Linked DNA regions of Mus musculus: region 2 is linked to region 1. A link is a contact called in public HiChIP or PLAC-seq data. All regions are on one chromosome and are shown on one strand. Each heading gives the region's core, a stretch centred on a gene start, on an enhancer-like site or on the middle of the called end of the contact. The rest is flanking DNA. Distances are from core to core; before and after follow the strand shown.

Region 1 (6,346 bases), core at 2,072-4,571:
GGTTGCCTGGTTCCTGCATTCATCCGAGTGGAGTTGGGCTTGGAGAGCACCAATCATTAGCCTGTCTTGTGTACGCATTTCCTGTGAAAAGGCAAAATGCACACGCCAGAGAGAAATCAAGATAAAGTAGACTCACTTGTCTCTGCAAGTGAAACAAATCAGCCTACGGCAGTTGGCAAACACTCCTATCAAGACAGAGCTCATAAGTGGAGCCTCTCATGTAGAACAGGCATCAGAGACGGGGAAAGGACAAAATAGAGACTTTGAAGCCAGCAGAAGCTTGGGATATGAACAGCAGCACAGGCCATCAGGCCTTGAGGTGCCATCACTTAAGCTCACATCCAATTGTCTACTTCTGTATCTTGTACTTTGACAGAATGCAGGCATGCATTCTACAGCATCACCCTCTGTGTGATGCACGAGCTAGATGCTCTCCATCTCTGGTTCAGACTGGAAGGGAGGAGATTCGAGTGGAGGTTAGCGGGGATGTGAATTGCTTCTTAGCATGTAGGAAGCAGCTGTTGTCTCCAGAGGGAAAACTTCAGTTTGAAGATGATTCTCATAAGGGTTTGTTGTTGTTGTTTATTCCCTTTCCAGTTTTCCAAATTTGAATTTCATAAACATCTGGGTGTTTTTTTCATCACTTTAGGGAATATCTACAATACTAATTTCATTTGTAAAATGTTTTAAAATCATTTAGGCAGAGATCTCATCTGAGAAGCCCTGTGGAGAGGAAAATCCTGAGTTGCTAGGTGTGTTTTACTCCTTCAAGGATGAAGAAGTAATTTTTCAACTAACTGTAGAAGTTCACTTGGCTCAAACTTCTCCACCGAAGATGAGAAGATGCAAGGGCCCTGCATCATCAGACTTACCAAAGCTGTGTCATTTTCTGAATCCCTACAGTCCTTCTTGTGTTCCTTCTGATGCAGTGGCAGTCGTGAGTCGGGGACCTAGAACTCAACCAGTTTTAGGAACTTCCTCAAAGGTGTGATTTTTAATGAAAACTCACTCTCTGTTCTCCCTTACATAGGGGCTTTTCTGATTGGCTGGATCCCTTTCTTGCCTGGTACTAATGTTATCATTTTAATGCAAGTCAAATGTAAGGAACACTGTTTTCAAAGCCCACCCAGACCCGTCTAGCAGCATTGAGAATGCTTCTTCAAGTGGGTTAACTTCTGCAAGTATCCGATGGCACCATGCTCACACACCTGTGTGAACACTCGCCATGTCAGAAATGTCTCTCAGTCCTGGATTATAAACTCCCGGGGGTGGGAAGCCGTGCATGGGTCCTCTCTAGAATGATCTACAGAAATTATCCTTGAACATGTGTCCTCTCTGTAAAATTGGGTCTTAGTGTCCATAGGTTTTTCTCATCCAAAGATTCAACCAACAGTGAATCAAAAATATTGGTGTGTGTGTGTGTGGTGGTGGAGTTACATCTGTAGCAAACACACACTGACTCTTACACAATACAGTCATGACTACTTCTATAGTTCTCATAGTGTATTAGATACCTTAAGATATCCAGAGACTATTTAAAGGATACAAATGTGTGGGATTTGTTTACGACAGCTTGCCAGCTTCCCATATCGTTTTATATAAGGGTCTCATACATCGAAGGATTTTGGAGGGGAGTCTTAGAGCCAAACCCTTGCAGGTCCTTGGGGCCATCAGTATTACTAGGGCACAGCATTGTTCCTGTAGTAAACAGCTGATGTTTGATAATCCTCACCAAGTTGAACTGTCAGGGTTTCACAGAAGACAAAAACATCCTCTGGCATCTCCATTTCATGAAGATTGATCTGCAATCAAGGAGAAATAGTAACAGTGGCTGTCGTTTCATAGGTGAAGCGAGGATTAAAGGGGAGAAAATTAAAGCCGTTATTGGCTTAGTTGGCTTCTCTTCATAAACAGGATTTTTTTTTCTTTGCTTTGCTTGCTCGGTCACATTTATGAGTTATAGAAAAATAAAAATAAAAAGGCTTTGCCATGTTAGGAATAGTGTTCTGGTTTTACTATGTGTTGTCTTAGCACTGTAGGGTCTTATTCAATAACTGCTGTCTGCTGTCTGCTGTCTGCTACACATAAGAACTACTGGCATTGTAGCAATCACCATTATTTCTCTACCCCTAAGCAAATTCTTTCTCCCAACTCTATTAGTAGTTTTATTCAGTATTATAATAAGTGTATCTAAAACCCACAACTTCCTACACTCTATTCTAGTTGGGAAGAGTTAGGGGTACTGCAATGTGATGCTACTATGGGCAGTTCAACACAACTGGGGGTTTCTGGGATGTAGCATTTGTGAATTTTAGTCATTGTTGATCTAGTTCCCTGTTTCTTGCAGCTGAATGGCTATCTGTTAATACAACATAGGAAAGCCTACTTGTGGTTGAAGTGTGGCTATTATCTGTCAAAGGAATGCCAGGGCTTAAACACTGATGTATCATATCCTGAGCCTTTATTTCTATACCAGTGGGTGGAAGAATAGAAAGAATGGAGGAAACACACCTTGCTCTATTTCAGGGAAGGAAGAGGATTCTGAGCCCACATTATTGCCATGAGGTATGAGGTAAGATATGGGTGTTGGCCCTGAGGGAGCTGGTGTCTGAGGAATCCCACTGGAACCTGTGTTCTGTGAAGGGATCCAGGAGGGGCTTTTAAGAGCTAGTTTTCCAATGTTATCACACTTCTAAATAACACTCTGATGCTTAGAGTCAAGACAGCCCAGTTCCACGCAGAGAACACAGCCATTCTACTGCCTTAGGGGAGATGTGACCCAGGGTAAGAATTTCCTTGTTAATAAGCACATTATAGACAAGATCCAAAAATCAGTCAGTAGAGGAGATACCTTTGTGGTTTAAGGAAGAGAGATGATGCTAAATGAATTGAAATAGAGATTTACAATTGCTTTTGAGATGATAGATAGATAGATAGATAGATAGATAGAGCCCTATAGTGTAGACTGCCTCAAACTTGCTGTGTAGCCAAGGATGGCCTTGAACTTCTATCCTCTGTCCACCTCCCAAGTGTTAGGATTGCAGGTGCACATACCACCATTCTTGATTTATGCAATGCTAGGCACTGACCCCAGGGTATCCCACAGGCTAGGCAAATATATAGAGCCATGTCTCCAGCCCTGCAAGTGCATTTTTCTGCTCCCTTTCTAGAGGCGTCCTTGCCCTTAGAACAACTCTTTCATGCAAGGTATTGTGATACTCATTCACCTTTGCTGAGAAGAGTGAAGGTTCTAGCACCGGTCCTGTGTAACCTTAGCCAGACATCCCTCTATAGGAAGGGACACCGGCTGAAGAACAAAGAGACAACAAAGGGCCCTCCAGCTGCTCCAAGGGGTGTTCTGGGTGGCAAACAGCTGCTTCCGGAAGTGTCACTTCACAGCCTCTCAGCGGAAATGTCTACTGGCTCAGTCAGGATGGAAGATCTTTCCAATTAGGGAAGTTGATGTAAAGACACAAGGTGGGAGTTGGCGCAGCTTCCTGAAGGAGCCCACCTCAGTTGGCAGCTGAGTTCATCTGACTGCACGGACACCCTAGTGTGGTGCACTTGTCAGGGATGTGGGACCAGGTGCCTGGGATGGGTCCTGCTCATTTAATTCTGAATTATGTCATTTCTGGTACTGGGTTAACTTTCCCAAACTAGTACTGATGGAGGGTATAAATATTCCCAGGCAGGGGTGTGGGGGTGTGGGGGAAGGTATGTTTCTCTACATACACACTCATATGCCTTCGTGCTTAGAGGGGGTGGGGCAAGAGTGGAGAAAGGAAGAAACAAAGACTCTCCTCCCTGGAGTCAGCTATGGTCACAACTGCCTGACTCAGGTGGGTGGATTTTCTTTGTTCACATAGTCATATTCTATGAATCCTTGCCTATATCTTAATCCCTCCCTAAAAGGCCACACACCCTATCAGATTAGACCTACCTAAGCGACCTCCTCATTTAATTTAATTGTGTACCTCTTTAAAGATCTTTTTTTCTAGAGTCACACCGGAGAATAGGACTTCGAGGTATTCATTTTTAGGTTATGACATCTCTGAATAAATGTGCTTTCAACACTGGCTCAGATATAAGGAACAGAACTGAGGGCCAGTCTGCAAGATGTCTGTGTAGGTAAAAAGCGCTTGCAGCACAAGGTTGGTGACCTGAGTTCAATCCCCAGGTCTGACCCTGGAAGGAACGAACTGACTGACTCCTGAACAATTGTTCTTTGACCTGCACAGTGTCAAGTGTGCTCTCACTCTCATGTGTGTACACACACACACACACACTAAACTTAAAGATAAACACATATCAAGAAACCATATAGAAAGATTGAGGAAAAAATGGCAGTTGAGTTTTATGAGGCAGACACAGTTTAAAGAACAAGTTGATTTAGAAGGCTTTATTCTGTCCATCACTTGAGGGGAGGGACTAAAATAAAAAGTGAGTCTTATGAAAGGGATGCAGGGTAAAGAACAGGGTGGTGTAAAGAGCTGTTTTCTCTGTCCATCACCTGCCTACCGGGTCTCAGCCAACGCATCTTGCCAAGGCCAGTGACTCAGCAGAGCATGCAGTCAGCAGCTCCTGGATGACAGCCTCCAAGCAGGGACTCTGGGTCTGTCAGCTCTGAGAAACAGAGTAACCATAATGAGCCATCATGACTTGGCTCTTGCTATTTCCCTCTGGAAATGCGTGTCCACTACAGCGTGTCTTTTCTGTAGACTCACACCTTGCTTCACTGTTACAAAGCAGCGCAGTAAGGGGCTGCTAGCCAGGCCTTCTGGCCACACCATTCTCAATCCTGTGTTCTTGTCTGACAACAGTGAGAAGGGTTGGATGGCTCCAAGCCCTGACGGTTGCAACTCGGAGCAGGTACACAGAGGTGTGCTTGCTTTGCAGTATGTTTAAGCTAAAGCACACGTTTTTCTTTTTCACCCAGAAATGAAGTCAGAAATGAGTGGTAAAACCCTAAAGCAGCAGGTGATGGACCCCTACTACAGAGAAAGCTTGGAGCAACCTACCCCAACCTCTGGGGATAGGGGATGGAGGTGGGGATGCAGATATCGGAAGCAGCTAATCTCCCTCACTATTGAAGAGCACGGGGTTGCCATTAGATGGAGCTCAATGAAAGAAAGAGCAGAAGATGCGGGATTTTTTTGTGCACTAGAAAGAGGTTTTCCTAGAAAACCTAGTCTTTCGGAACAGTTAAAGGGGTACAGTCCATCCTTATGTGTGATTTCGCAGAGTAAACTTTGTCACTCTGTGTTATAGCCCAAAGCTTTAAATGTTGACTGTCAAGTGAAGCAAAACTTGAAAGAGTGTGCTCGAAGGCCCTAGGAAGGGATAGGAAAACCCATTAGGATGATCCAGTTCATTTTGTGTGAGAGTTCAGAGAGTACAAGCAAACTCAGATCTCTGCATAATTCATGTAGGGAGGTCTTGTCTAGTTTGTTTCCTTGTTTTTGCTCCTCAATCACTCCCATCGTAAGCATTAGTGTTGGAAGTCTATAGTCTGGATTTGTACAATGATGGGATAGGAGCTGAGCCTGGTTAGAGCACACAGCCTTGTGCTCTCTTACTCAGTGGCTGGAATAAAATTGGAATATGTAGGCTGGAGTTAGAGGAATAGCTTGGAGGTAGAGTGTTTCACCTAGTGTGCATGGGGATCTATATTCCATTCACAGCAACACACACACACACACACACACACACACACACACACACACACACATACATATACACACACCTACAGAGACAGAGAGAGACAAAGAGAGACAGAGACAGAAAGACAGGGATCAGAGAGAGAAAGAGAGAGAAATGGAGACAGATGATAATTCAAAGAGCCTGTTGTTTGGTGAGACCAGGGTGGATGTTGATAAATGTCTGCATTTGGTAAAGGGCAGTGCTACTAAGAAAGGCAGTGCTGTAGCTTTGCTTTTCTGTAATGTTTTACAGGGCTCACTATCTCCTTTGCTGCTCACTGCAGCCAGGTGAAAGAACCAGGCTAATTATCTCCCACCACATCTCAGAGATAAGCAAGCTGAAGCTGCAAATACTTAAGTGATTTTACAAAGGTCACAGGAAGTTGTTAGTGTGGGGCCTGAGCTTTGGTCTTTTGACTCTAAGTCTTCAGACCACTGAGCTAAGTGTTCTTCCAACATCTTGAGTTAGGGAGAACAGAGCTTCTGAAGAGAACAATGGTGTGTATTTAGCCCCAGTGTTTTGGGTGTTAGCCCTATTGACTACGTGGGCCTGGGCTTCTTCTTGCATAGCTGATCTTTGGTAGTCTCTGGCCTCAGTTCACAGTATGACAGTAGCATATCTCAGGCTATGCCATCTGAAAACAGCT
Region 2 (5,655 bases), core at 2,096-4,595, 88 kb before region 1:
TGAGTCCATTAAATATTAATTGCATTTATTATCTTAACCACAACCTATCACTTTACAGTGCCTTTGCCAGAAGCTGAGTACAAAGTCTTGTTTTACACACACACACACACACACACACACACACACACACACACACACACACACACACACAAGAACTGGATGCCCTCAGTGATCAAAGGCTGGAAGAAGCTGCCACATCACTATTTTGGTGACACCAGTGTACCAGGTCAGTGGGAGCTGAGGTCTGTGATGACCTGCTGTAGCCACAGGTTAAAGTACATCATTCTATATCTCTTAGCTGTGCAATAAAGGGCTTGGAAAGGCTCTACCCTGTAGACTAAGAAGGAGCCAAAGGGAAGTTCCAGTCCCATCGCTGTTAGAAAGGTCACTGTCGTTTCAGATTATGAGGAGAGAAACTGAGAAAGCAGAGAAAGTGCTGATGGACAATTTTCTTAGAGGACATTTCTACCCTAAGCCAAAATTAAATTCTACTCAAAATTCTTGGGATTTCAAGAAAATCTTTTTTTTTTCCTTCCAGAGCCCTCCTTTCTCCTCTCCGCATTCAAAGCTCTCATATTTACATCATGAACGAACCTAACAAAGTAACTTAGATACATATTCATTCTATATTTTCTTTTTCTGACAGTCCCTCATTGCTCATACATAAGTGCATGGGCCTGACCTGATTTTCGTCTACATGGAATAAACTAAGCTGGGAGTATGGCAGTTCCCTCTTCCTTTCCTTGACACTGAAGGGTGAACGGTGCCTGTGCTCATAGCACAGATTCACTCTGGGCCTGAAATGCTAATCCAGCCAACCAGATAGCTTTCGGATTCCGCCCTTGGTTTCGCTTGTCTGTACTGATGAAATTAAGTCTGCCTCTTGCTGTGTGCTGTTTCCTGGGGTGGATCTCTGTTTACCTCAGGCTTAGCAGCCCCTTTGCAGGGCCTGAGTGTGGTGGTTGTCCACACCACCTTGGAAGCTTCCGGGTTCTTCCCCTATGTCTATTTACTCTGACAGCACTTCTTAACTGTGCTTTGCCTTAGCTAAATATCACAGATAGGATGGTGACTCCGTTTCTCAGGATCGATTCAATTTATTTCTGTTGTTTAGGCAGTGGATATAAATTTGCCTTCTGTTGTCATATCCATTTAAGAGGGGCAACTTCTTCCTAAGGGTAAATATAGTTCCAAAGAAAAAATGGCCCCCAGCTTGACCACCTGATGCCTGGGGTTTCCTTCCTGGCAGTCTGCCTCGCCTCACGCTGAGTTCCTGTGTGGCAAACTTAGTGTACTGTTCTCTGGAAACTCTAGTGACCGTGGATTCTGATCGGAAGTCTTAGCACCTGGACATTTAGAACTCATTTCAGAACTAAATGAAGTTATCAGCTTTATGGCCCGAACACCATAAAGCATACTCGGTTCCTCTTGTGAGATAGTGAATTTAAGATTACTGCTGTGACAGTCACATGGGTCAAACTTCAAAGTTCCAACTTATTCATGTTATCAATTGTTGATTAATTTCGATGTCTGACAAATATGCATAAGAATGGTATCTTCACTTTGGATGAGATTGGTCTGTTCTGAAGAATGAACAATTTTAGCTTCTGAAATATGGCAGCTGTACAAAGGAAAAAAAAAGAAAAAAGAAAAGGCTAGTTCACTTTACTAGTTCTAGGAAAACAATAGATACCAATAGAAAAAAAATTAATTTTTTTTCTATGAAGGGTTCATGCTTTTTGGATTATTTACTTGGAAAAAAATAACACTGCATCGTCATCTTATCAAGACAGCAAGATGGACGTCGCAGAGGTGACCAATGATAGATGAGCACGCGACCTCATTTGTAGACTGAGTGCAAGGCCGGAGTCTCCTGCAGCACGGCCAGAACTCTAAGAGCTCTTTGTAGGCTAGGGAAATGGGAGCGAATGAAGACAGAGTGTTAGCTTCCCCAGCTAATGGCTTCGGAAGCATTTCAGACTTGGACCAAAATATCACCCTCCATCGACACATACCATGGCCACCGTCCAAGCACGTCCGACTTTCCTGGGTCTGAGAACTCTACTTATAAGCCTTGTGTAGCCATGATGCCCAGAGATATCCAAGCATATGCACTGGAAATCATATGGGAAGGAAATCCCATAGCACGGAGCATCAGAAAGCCAGCTTGCAGCTGAGAGACAGCCAGTGGATTGTATGAGAATATGATCCCGGGATTTTCAGACAGTGAAGTCACTGGCACAGGTCCCCTTTAACCAGCACAGACAACACTATCCTTACCCTTGAGGGTGACGCAGTGGAGTGACTAAAACTGATCACAGATACAGTATCCAGCAAACCTGTCACTAGGCGGAGTATGTCTAGGAAGTAAAAATAGAGATTTGACGCGCTCATGTGGTTAATTCAGACACAATATTGCCTCCTAAGACATGAGGAATGTTTAGGCTGAATTATTCAACATTGATATTAATTAAATTCATTGTACTCCTGAGCTGTTGGAAATTCTCATTTTGTTGTTGTTGTTTATTTGTTTGTTTTTGTTTTGTTTTCTGAGAAGTGGATCGGCGGGGCAGGAATGTTCTGCCACCGCTTTTGTAGGTATTTTCACAGGGAAGACATATCTGTCCTCCATGTCTGAACCATAGGGTGTGTTTGAAGTCAGTAGGTGAAAGTAATGGGCTGCCCTCTAAAAACTTCTCTATGATTTCCGTGCTGTTTCTTATAGATGAACCAACTCATTAAAATGATAAAAGATATAGGGTCAGTAAGTGAGAAGGATATAAAACAGAGCCGAGTCACTTCCTATTCCTGCCAAATCACACTCCTTTCAACCCCCTCCCTATACGTTCTGATGAGAGCCTTCTGCAGTAGCTGGGCTGTGCAGTAGAAGCAGCCTCTCCAGCGCTGCAGCCTCTGCCATTCTGCTACCCGAGGCAGCGTCACTGCTCGGGAATCACGTTGGTGCTCTGCCGCTTGTTCATGGGTATCACAGCTGTTCATGAGCAAACTCCAGCGCCTCGTCATGGCCTACGCCATGACGTCACACCATTTCAGAAATGCAAACTGCCATTTGTGGTGATTCTCGTTCTCTTCTAAGAGCATTTCTTTCACTTTTGTTGTTGTTGTTTTTTTTTTTATTTGTTTATTCAGCTTTTGTTTCTAGCAGGTGAAACGTGTGTGCTGTGAAGGAAAATGATGGCCCAGCTTTGCTCCCCTCCACAGCTCTGGTTTTTACAGAAACCCTGGGCTCTCCCTTTCCACGGTGACCTTCATGCTCAGGACCTTTATTTTCGCCTCCTAAGTTCCATTTCCTGATGATCTCACTTCCTAGAAACTGAAACTGCTTCCTTTTACAAGAAAGAAATCACAGCTTTGCACTAACAGAATAATCTCTCACGTAATCAGTGGGTGTGAGAACCAGGCTTCTCCAGCCTCGCATTTAACTGAATCTGATAAACAAGGTCCAATGACTTCATTTATATTTTTCTTCTTCCCTTTAGGTCAAGGAGTTCTACTCCTATGAAAACGAGCCAGTGGGCATAGAAAATCTCAAGAGAGGCTTGGCTAGCTTATTCCAGATGCAGCTAAGCTCTGGAACTACCAACGAGGTACTTAATGCTAAGAAGTCAGCATTGGGTGAAGGGGAGAGGCAGGCACTCGCTGTAATCTCAGCTACTTGGGGGCTAAGGCCCAGTTTTAAGCAAAGGTCTGCCTGGGTCATAGAGTAACTTTAAGACAGTCTGGTGACTTAATGAAATCCACCATTTTTATAAAAGATGGTTGTGGCTACTACTGTGCCAGTAACCAGTGCAACAGGAAGAGACAAGTAAATTCTGGGAGTTCACAGACCAGCTCTGTTGACCCAGTTGGTGAGCTGCAAGTTCAGCGAGAGAACCTGTCTCAAGGGAATAAGTCAGAAAGTGATGGGGGGAGATAGAAACCTATGTCTCCTCTGGCCTACATGTATGCATATGGATGTGTGCACTCAGTCATATAATGCGCATTTACCACACATGCATAGATAATACACATATATCTCCCAAGCAATAATAAAATAAAATATAAAAGGAGCTAGAGATGTGTGTCAGTAGTTGAGAGCCTGTTGAGCAAGTACAAGGCCCAGTTCAAGCCCCAGTACTACAAATTAAATGAGCAGGTCAATAAATAAGTCAACCAACATCTTATTTGTCAACAGGTATATCAAATCATTTCTAAGCATTTTTGCATACTGAAATTCCACAGAAAATTATAACTGCTTTTAAGATTAAGTATTGTTTTAGAGACGTTGACTTAAGTTGACTTAAGTTGGATAGTCAAATTTCACTTACATATGAAATGATTTATTGCTTAAATACAGAGTTATGGAGTTGGAATCAGTTCTATAAAGGGAACCTTGGATAACTGTAAAATATGCAGAAAACTTTGGGGGATCCAATGGTTGTTAAGTGTCTCTGTCCTGCTGCCTTGTGGCAAGCATATTTTAAAAAACGTATTCCTTAGATTCATCCTAAAGATGCTAAAATCATAGATTCATCCCAAGGATACTAAAATCATAGATTCATCCTAGGGATGCTAAAATCATAGATTTATCCCAAGGATGCTAAAATCATAGAAAAGCAATGACCTGAGTAGCTGTATTTTAATCGTCTCGGGGATTTGGAATGGATCACTGGCTTTCAGAATCAAGTCCCCTAATTCAGAGAGGAAATAGAAGTGAGTTAGAGAATTCAGTGGGTTCCAGCCGTCCGATTAGAGTTGAGCTGGACACCAGTTCTCCTGATCTTAACTCATCCAGCTCATGAGCAGAGGAGAAACTGGGATGGCTGGGCTGGGCCAAGAGAATGTGTCTAGCTTACTAAAATAGCAGCAGGAATGGTGCTGGCAGGGACCCCAAGGGGAAAGCTCACGGGAACTGAACAGAGTCTATTTTGGGATGTTTTTGTCTAAACTCAGATTCTTATTATGAATGACAATGAATTTAGTTAATCTCACAAGTTTCAAGAGTTTTTGACCATATTTCTCTCCTGAAAGATCACACACGCCATCTTGATATAGGCTTTAAAAGCATCCCCCCCGCCCCCACCAGATAATTACCCACATGGCCAGAGAGTTCAGTAGTGGTCAAGCAGTGTATTCAGATCCTGAACTCTGAGAGAAGTAGGATGGCCCATGGTTCCTGGGACAGCTGAGGAGATGTTCTCAGGCCTAACCAAAGACAGTGAAATTTGGCATCCTGTAAAAAGCCTTCGAGGACTTCTGTCTTTCTGTTTTGTCATCCCAGGGTAGGGTGAAGTTCCCAATGGCATATCAGGGTACCCACTATTCAAGCCTCTTCCCATGAGAATGGAGATGGCCCACATGGCATCCCAAGCATTACGCTCTTGCTTTCTGTTCCAGGTAGATATCTCTGGGGATTGTAAAGTGACCTACCAGGCCCAGCAAGACAAAGTGGTCAAAATTAAGGCTCTGGATACATGCAAAATTGAGCGGTCTGGATTTACAACGGCAAACCAGGTACGGCAGCTTCCTCGAAGGCACTCGACAAATGACATTCTGTAGAGATTTAAGATAATAGAGAAGCAACAAAGCAATAAGCCTAGGAAATCTTTGTCCTTACAAGCGCCACATCAACAGATATTTCAGTGTGTTGTGGGT

Evidence for each region. HiChIP or PLAC-seq counts read pairs in DNA pulled down with a chosen protein or histone mark.
Region 2: an H3K27ac HiChIP or PLAC-seq map of microglia shows a contact between it and region 1, with 7 times the contacts expected there. The contact joins two enhancer-like sites. A contact is called at or near these places in 7 of 484 Hi-C or Micro-C datasets (B cells, cerebellum, cranial neural crest and 4 more) and 4 of 115 datasets of contacts at active chromatin or transcription factors (embryonic stem cells, microglia and stem cell-derived neural progenitor cells).

Annotation. Positions count from the first base shown.
Region 1 is chr3:138,027,831-138,034,176 of GRCm38.p6, reverse strand. No RefSeq gene overlaps it. Among named protein-coding and RNA genes, the nearest start is that of 1110002E22Rik, 31 kb to the left of the region's middle. Within about 2 kb of position 3,321, at least 31 of the 459 cell types and tissues checked have an H3K27ac peak or open chromatin away from gene starts, as enhancers often do. A contact at or near this core is called in microglia, where this site is marked.
Region 2 is chr3:138,116,266-138,121,920 of GRCm38.p6, reverse strand. It overlaps Mttp (microsomal triglyceride transfer protein), which reads left to right. Exons shown (of 18, transcript NM_008642.3): 4 at 3,501-3,608; 5 at 5,398-5,514. Among named protein-coding and RNA genes, the nearest start is that of Mttp, 13 kb to the left of the region's middle. Within about 2 kb of position 3,345, at least 26 of the 459 cell types and tissues checked have an H3K27ac peak or open chromatin away from gene starts, as enhancers often do. A contact at or near this core is called in microglia, where this site is marked.